Linked DNA regions of Mus musculus: region 2 is linked to region 1. Evidence: chromatin contacts called from public promoter capture Hi-C data. All regions are on one chromosome and are shown on one strand. Each heading gives the region's core, a stretch centred on a gene start, on an enhancer-like site or on the middle of the called end of the contact. The rest is flanking DNA. Distances are from core to core; before and after follow the strand shown. Region 1 has its middle 5.6 kb from the start of Sema4b. Region 2 has its middle 25 kb from the start of Iqgap1.

Region 1 (4,183 bases), core at 1,237-3,736:
AGAGAGAGAGGAGGAGGGAAAGGAACAAGAGGAAGAAGAGGGGAAGGAAAAAGGAGGAGGAGGAGGAGGAGGAAGAGAAAAAGGCAACCATGGCAAAACACATTTGTAATCCAGAGGCCTGCAGATCCCTGCTAGCCAGCCTAACTTACTCGGCAAGTTCCAGACCAGTGAAAGACTGTCTCAAAAAAAGAAAAAAAAAAAAAAAGTGGATGGCTCGGAGGAGTTACATACAAAGTTGTTTTCTGGCCTCCATACACACATACAAATACACACACATGCCTGTGAATACATGCATAAGATCTACGTACACACACATATCCATGCATATCCATACACATGCACACACAAGCTTTGTCAAAAATCAATTTTTGCTAACTACAACATTTCCTTCATCCGCTCTGCACCCTAGTTTAGAGCAGTGCCTGATCTATGGCTTACCTGCTCAATTAGCATTTATTCAGAGCCTGAATCTGGGGATCAGTAGCTCCTAACGTGGCAGTGGCAGGAGATTGGTCTGCTCTTGTGTCTTGGCAACAAAGGGCTTGTCTGACGGCTGTGCTCATCCCTCAGGAGAGGAGGCAGGGGCTGATGCAGCCTCTCATGGTTCTTAATTATATCCTGCTCATGTGCTTTGAAAGTATATCTTATGCCAACTGGGCAGCAAGCCCCTTAGAGAGAAGAGCGCCGGGTCTTCTGTCTTCTGACCCCCTCCCCCATGCCTAGCAAGGCACCCAGTAAGAACCACACAGCACTATCTACGTAAAGGTCCCGACTTGGCCTGGGGACACACTCTCCAATTCCTGTGCATGGCAGCCTTGCTCCTGTCGGGCTCCACTGTCTTCTGTACGTGTGCTAATGTGGTTTCCTCATGTGCTCTCTCAGACTGGAAAGAACAGAAGGGTGACTGACAAAGAACTGCCTTTGAATTGACTTCCTTTAGGCAAAAGAGTGGTCCCAAGCCAACGATGTGTCTCCTGTTCCCCTCTGCCACGCTTGGATGTAGGCAAGTGTTTTTCTGCCAGATGTCAGTGTTTACAAAGAACTGGGGGGCGGAGGGGGGTAGCTTGGAAAGAGTACCAAAAAACAGAACAAGAAAAAAGTACTACTCTCTCCATGCCCAGCCTACAAGACAAAGTCATCCATAAATTGCTAAGTCAATTGCTAAGTCCGCCCTCTGTCCACCTGCACTCATAGGCCTTCTTCCTTCCTCCCATCCTGTCTGTCTGTCTGTCTATGCCTCCCCCCACAATCTACACACACACAAACACACACACACTTTTTTCACTAGTGCAGGATGAGAAATATAATGTTCATAAGAATATATTATAAAGAAGCCCAGATAAGTTTGGAAGTGGTGGCGCACACCTTTAATGCCAGCACTTGGGAGGCAGAGGCAGGTGGATTTCTGAGTTGGAGTCCAGTCTGGTCTACAGAGAGAGATCCAAGACAGCCAGAGCTACACAGAGAAACCCTGTCTGGAAAAACCAAGAGGAGAAGGAGGAGGAGGAGGTGTAGCATCAGGCACCCAGACAAACTTGCTGTGTGGTGAGAGATGTCAGAGTCCAGTGGGCACATGCCTCCTAGGCAAATATAGAAACTTTAGAGATGACAGATTCTATATCTTGATGTAGTGTTGGATTTTCAAGTGTTTGCAAATGTACTGAGCTTTTTTTTTAAGATTTATTTATTTATTTATTTATATGTGTGTACACTGTAGCTATCTTCAGACACTCCAGAAGAGGGCATCAGATTTTTGTTACAGATGGTTGTGACCCACCATGTGGTTGCTGGGATTTGAACTCAGGACCTTCGGAAGAGCAGTTGGCGCTCTTAACCGCTGAGCCATCTCACCAGGCCCCTGTACTGAGCTTTATGATCTTAAGATCTATGCATTTTGCTTTATTTAAGCTCTTTGGTTTTTGATAGTCTCACTTACATAGGCCAAGGTGGCCTAAAACTTGCTATATAACCCACACTGGCCTTGTACTCTAGATCTTCTGCCTCCGCCTTCTCAGTGCTGGGAATGTAGGGTGTGCCACTGTGTCCCGCTAGAAGCTTGTATTTTATACCTGTTAGCATGGGAGGTAAAAAACGAGGGAGTAGGGGAGCAGACCAGGACTGAAGAACCAAGTGGAAGAAACACACACTGACAGAACAGTAGTAGAAAGCCTCAAGAGAAGAAAGAGGAAATTATGGCAAGAAAGACTGAAACCAGAAAAAGAGCGAACACATCTGCCTGAGCCTCCCCTCTCGCTGCCTCACAGCCAGCCTATCACAGTCCACACTCGCCCCTCAGCCTCTGCCCAGGTGCACGCAGTAAGATGTCCTTGGGCATGCAGGAAACCTGCCAAAGGGCTCTTGCCAGGTCTGCCCCCTCTGACTCCCACCCAGGGGAGCTAGGCGCTGGACTCCCACAGTTACTCTGGAGTTGTAGCTTTGTTTGTGGCCATGCGGGGGAGGAGCCTCCTGCCAAGCCCAGTGGAGCTTGAACCCAAAGGTCCCGCCCACCCTTCCTTGGGCAACATTCAGGCTCCTCCCACCCCTTCCCCCACCACCGCGTACAGACTGGCAGGCTGCCTAGCAAGGTCTCTCAGATGTGAACTGGCTGTGGCCCAGCTGTCTAGGCCCTGGCCCCCTGCCACCATCCCCTCGTAGCCCCGAGCCCTCTTCTTATGCCAACCTGCAGCTGCGGTTCCCCACCCTGCCCCGGTTAGGCACGAGGCTATGTCTCCTCCCCAGGGGCCAGGCAGCAACTTGGGCTGCAGCAGCAGTACATTTACATGAGGAAGTCACAGCAGCAGACACAGTCCGTGTGTGCTTTTAAATCTTCCAATGATTGCCAGGCCTGAGAGCTGGGCACTTCCTTGGGAAAGGCAGCACCCTCTGCAGTAGAGGGCACCCATCCAGGGTCAGAATCAACACTGTCTTCAGCTCTCTCAGAAAGCTTTCCATGGGGTCTGACAACTGCCCCATTTCTTCCCAAACCAGCTTCTCCCTACAGGCCCTTTGCTGTGCTCCCCACTCCCTACCCAGAATATGTGCCCCGTAAAAAGGTAGAATTCAGTGGCGGAGCATACAATAGAGAAGAATGCATCACTACCCATTATATACGGGTCCTAAGTGGACCATAGTTAGCTGCTTCTCCTGTGATAGTAATACTATATATAGTCCTTTATGACATGGTTAGGGAACATGACAAGATAGCACCTATAAAGACAGCACACTGTGCAGAGTGAACGCCCCATGTCCCAGGCTGGTATAGACTCTCCATCTGAAAGGAACCCCATGGCCTTGACATCTTAGAAGCCCTTGGAGAAGCAAGCCCCTTCCTAGTCCTCCCTCAGGTTCAGCTGCCTCCTGCATACGTGGTGCTGAGGCTGCAACTCTCCTGAAGAGAAGGAACCAGCCCGCCCAGCCCAAGCCCTGGGCGTGCCTACTGTGGCAAGCAGCCCACCACACAGCGCCGCCCCCACTGGGCCTGTTAGGACCTGAGCTGGCCACTCCCTGGGAGGGGATCCCCCCACTCTACAGGGCTGTGGTGCAACCAGCAGGGCTCAGCCTGTCCCTGCCCAGACAGGGTGAAACATGAAATTGCCACTGTCACTCCTGTGCTCCCTACAGGAGTTCAGGAGGTGCTGTCTGTGACTATAGGCCTGCCCAGTCAGGGGGACAGGGGTGACCCCTGAAACTGACAGATCGCTCTCAGATAGCTGCAGCTACTCAGGCGGGAAGGCGGGATCCTAGGCCAGGTGGGGATGGGGTCAGAAGGTTAAGGACCTAGCAGAGGCTCAGCCTCCAGTCCAGCTTAGGAAACCATGTTCTCAACTCAAGATCTCAAGTCAAAGAGCCAGACACAGGCTCATGCTTGTGGTCCTTGAGGGGCTGAGGCAGGAGGATACCTGTAAATCCCAAGGCCAGCCTAGGTCACAGATTGAGTTCCAGGCCAGCCAGAACTACTTAGCAAGACCCTATCTCAAAAGAGTAAAGATTGAAAAATAAAAACCTCTCTTCCAATTTGCCATCAAATTCTTCCCTCTAGATCCACTTTACTCTGACCCCCAGACCTCTTATGAAGGCCAGCGCCATGCCTCAGTCCCCAGAAAACCAAGCTTCCTTCCCAGAGACTTGAGGCTCCTCAGTTCCCTCTTCCTTCCCACAGAAGAGGAGCTCTTTAGCTCCAAAG
Region 2 (4,183 bases), core at 437-2,936, 640 kb before region 1:
GGAAATGTTATAATCCAGAGCAATGAAATGTGTTTCTATGGTTTGATTCCCTACCACTCCCCTTACCCCCCCCCCCAAACCCTCTCACCCACCTCCACCCACATCCTCTGTCTCCAAATGAAAAGATTAAGTAAGAGACTGAAGAGAGGGCTCAGTGGTTAAGAGAACTGCTGCTCTTCCAGAGGACCCACACTTAAAGGCCTTTCTCCTGTGTGTGGGTTCTTCCGTGTTTGATCATGTCTGACTTCTGACTAAAACTGCCTACAGTGAAGCCACAGTAAGGCTTCACCCCCAATGTGTGATGAAATTTGAGCTTCCATCCCATAGCTCACATCTATTGGTAATTCCAGTCCTGGGGAATCCGATGCTCTCTAACGGCCTCTGTGGGAATCAAGTGTGAACATGGTATGCAGACATACATGCAGGTAACACACTTGCATACATAAAATAATATCAGAATTTTAAAATTGCCAAGCACATGACTTTAATACCAGCACTTAGGAGGCAGAGGCAGGCAGATTTCTGAGTTGGAGGCCAGCCTGATCTATAGAGTGAGTTCCAGGACAGCCAGGGCTACACAGAGAAACCCTGTCTCGAAAAAATAAATAAATAAATAAATAAATAAATAAATAAAAATAATACATTACAAACAAAACAAAAGCAGCTAGCTGGAGAGATGTCCCAGTCATTCAGAGCACACACTGCTCTATCCAGAGGACCCAAGTTTGCTTTCCAGCATCCATGCTGCCTGTAACTCCCGTTCCAGGGCATCCGATGCCCTGTTCTGGCCTCTGCAGGCACCTGCACTCATGTTCACATACCCACATGCATATATGTGATTAAGATTTAAAACAAAACAAAACTGGGAGCTGGATGTGATGTGATGACAATAGCCTAAAGCTTCACAGTGAGACCCTGTCTCAAAACACACACACACACACACACACACACACACACACTCACACACACACACACACACACACACACACACACACACAGAGGCTGAGGACTCAGCTCAGTGATGGAGTACCATACAAACAAATAAGAAAGCCCCCTATGGCAGTGCCTGATCCTTAAGGCATCCTCCGAGCAAGCTCAGTGCTCCGTTGTTTTGATGTGGGTGAGTGAGCTTGTAGGGTTGCAACTGGGGATTGAACTCAGGTCTCCCATCTCCATTTTCTTCCTTCCCTTTAGTTTCTTCCTAAGCCTGGTTGATGTTTGTTTTTTTCCCCAACTTTACTGTGTCTGAGTTCAGAACTTGCAAGAAAGTAGTTACAGACTTAATGACTTAATACAACGGAAACTCTGTCCCAGTGAATTGCCGTTCAGGCATGAGTCACCAGCTGTCTCGTCGCCATGACGAGGCATAACGATGCTAGTAGATGCCTGTGGTTTTAGATGCTGAAAGAATCTCAGATGCTCTCTGTATGTGAGCGAGTGTTATGCAGGGAGCTTCTGTGTAGGTTTTGGCCCTTCCTTGTCCTCTTCAGCAGATCCTGCCTTCTCTTTTTCTTCCCCTGTCCCACCACCCCTCCTGTCATGTGTCCGTGTCCGTGTCCGTGTCCGTGTCCGTGTCCGTGTCCGTGTGTGTGTGTGTGTGTGTGTGTGTAGTGTATGGCTGACTATGGAGTGTATGACTCAGCCATACTGCCTGGTCAGCGAGCCCCAGGGAATCTTCACGTCTCTGACGCCCAGTGCTAGGATTCCTGGTATGTGTCTGACTTATTTGTAAACACGTGTGCTGAGGGTTGAGTTCTGGTTCCCCTGCCTTTGAGGCAGTGGCACCTCACACACACCTATACTTTTTTCTTCAGACCAATCTCAAGAGCCCATCCAGGATGGCCTTGAACTCAGTAGGTAGCCAAGAATAACCTTGAACTCCTGCCCCCAAGTTCAGAGGTACTGCCAGGTACACCAGCTACTCCACCACTCCTGCGTTCATCCCTGTCCTTCGCTGTACTTCAGCACACTTGGTAATGTTCCTCCACTGGTCACAATAAGGCTATGTGTGACGCTCTCTCTGTCCAGAATGTTCCTCACCAGATCTAAACATAGGTAGGCTATTTTCAGGCCAGTTTAGCTTAAACTCACCTCTTTACCAAGACTATTCCTGGCAATTGCATCTGCCTTTGACCTCTTCCCCTGGCAGTCACTGAGACAACCTTTCTTCTGTTCTCCTTAAATGTCTTGCACAATTTCCTGTTTATTTGTTCTTTGATAAATCCCATGAAAGGAAAAATCCATTTACTATCTCCATTCTGTCACAATGGGTGCTAAAGAAATGCTTGTTGGATGGGTGAATGAATGAGTGAGTGAATGAATGAATGAGTGAATGAATGAATGCTTCTGCTTTCAGTCAAGGACCGTGTGATTCTAGAAAAGCATTGAATGAGATGAGGCTGGGAAAGAGCGAGGATGGCACTACCATGTGCTTGGTTGCTCACCATGGAGTGTGGATGCTCTACTCTGAAGAACAGGGTTTGGCCATCAGCTATTCAGGAGCAGAGACATGGTCAGGACTGGGAAAGGTAGACTTGGCAAGCACGTGTAACTCCTATTACACAGAGAGAAGCAGAGGTCATTAAGACAGCGCCTGGCATATAGGTCTTTAATAGCTGGTCATGGTAAATACTAGGGACAGCTCAGCAAACCGGCATTGACAGGAAGTCATTCTTCTAGACTCTGCCTTCCTTTCCCTTTCTGTCAAACTTCCAATCAACATATTTATTCTCAGAGCTTTTGTCCAGACCCTTTACGGATTTCTAACCCAATCACACTCCTGGAACTGGTGTCTCAAAAGTCTTCTCATTTTATTTCTTTTTTTCGAAACAGGGTTTCACTGTGTAGCCCTGGCTGTCCTGGAACTCACTCTGTAGACCAGGCTAGCCTCGAACTCAGAACCGCCTGCCTCTTCTTCCTGAGTGCTGCCTGGCTTTAAGATTGTTTTTTGTTGTTTGTTGTATACTCATGTATACCAGGCTAGTCTCAAGCTCACTATGTAGCCCAGGGTGACCTTCCCTCCTGAGCTTACTGTTTCTACTTCTCAAATGATTAGATTTTCTTTCACTTGGTTGAGACAGGGTATTAGCTCCAGCTCAGGCTGACCTCAGGCCTATGGCAATCCTTCTGCCTCAGCTTCCTGAAAGTAGGATTATAGGTCTGACCCATCACACCAGGCTCAACAAGTTTTTATTCAATGCTCCTACTCACCCCTTCTGCCAAGAGTGAGGCCCCAACCCAGGGGTGTGTGTGGTGTGTGTGTGTGTGTGTGTGTGTGTGTGTGTGTGTGTGTGTCTGTGTGTGTGTGTGTGTATATGTGTGTGTGTGTGTGTGGTGTGTGTTTGTGTGTGTGTGTCTATGTGTGTGTGTGTGTGTCTATGTGTGTGGTGTGTGTGTGTGTGTGTGTGTGTGTGTGTGTGTGTGTGTGTGTGTTTTCTTGCCTCTACTGGAATCCTTCAGAACATGGCCTGGGGCCAACAAGATGGCTCATCAGGTATAGCTGCCTGACATGGTACCATCAAACCTGACAACCTAAATTCCACGTGGTGAAAGGAGAGAAGCAGTCCTCTGAAACTGTCCTCAGAGGATGCTAAACAAACAAACGCATGAAGAAATAAGTGTAAGGCGGAAGCCATGTGGTTTGATTTGATCTTTAAGGAATTTTAGATCCCGTAAGTTCAGCCCCCTCCCCTCCCAGAACACTCCTCTGACTTTTCTCTCTGTGACCTCCTCCTGTTCAGCTTGGCTCTCTTCTCTCCTCCGTTCCTTTATATTGTTGCTGCCAAGTCTTGTAGTAGTTGCCTCTATACTGTGTGTGTTTAAACCATTGTAAAAATACCTTCTGCTTGTTGAGATTTAAAAAAAAAATGCCGATTTACGCCAAGCCACAGAATGGGAATACCATGGGTCTCCCTGGCCCCTCCCCCAGCCCTACTCCCTAGATCTCAGCTCGGTCTGTTAGGCAAGCCGGGTCTTGTTTCCAGCTCTTCTTTTCCACTCCCATGGCCATCATCTGAACCACAGAAACAGCGTTCCATCTGGTCTACTTAGCTTTCCCTTTTGGTTCATATCAGCGAACCTGGAAAGCATTCCACACAAGTCCTACCCCGAACCCTACAGCTATGAGAACAGAAGAAAGAGATCCACATTTCAAAGCTGCTTGACTTTGGGCAAGTAACTTGAC

Evidence for each region. Promoter capture Hi-C pulls out the DNA fragments that hold promoters and counts their contacts.
Region 2: a promoter capture Hi-C map of neural stem cells shows a contact between it and region 1. The contact joins two enhancer-like sites. A contact is called at or near these places in 2 of 39 promoter capture datasets (the C10 cell line and neural stem cells) and 1 of 115 datasets of contacts at active chromatin or transcription factors (pancreatic cancer cells).

Annotation. Positions count from the first base shown.
Region 1 is chr7:80,190,939-80,195,121 of GRCm38.p6, reverse strand. It overlaps a transcript of Sema4b not described here. Among named protein-coding and RNA genes, the nearest start is that of Sema4b, 5.6 kb to the left of the region's middle. Within about 2 kb of position 2,486, at least 356 of the 459 cell types and tissues checked have an H3K27ac peak or open chromatin away from gene starts, as enhancers often do. A contact at or near this core is called in neural stem cells and pancreatic cancer cells, where this site is marked.
Region 2 is chr7:80,825,819-80,830,001 of GRCm38.p6, reverse strand. No RefSeq gene overlaps it. Among named protein-coding and RNA genes, the nearest start is that of Iqgap1, 25 kb to the right of the region's middle. Within about 2 kb of position 1,686, at least 150 of the 459 cell types and tissues checked have an H3K27ac peak or open chromatin away from gene starts, as enhancers often do. A contact at or near this core is called in neural stem cells and pancreatic cancer cells, where this site is marked.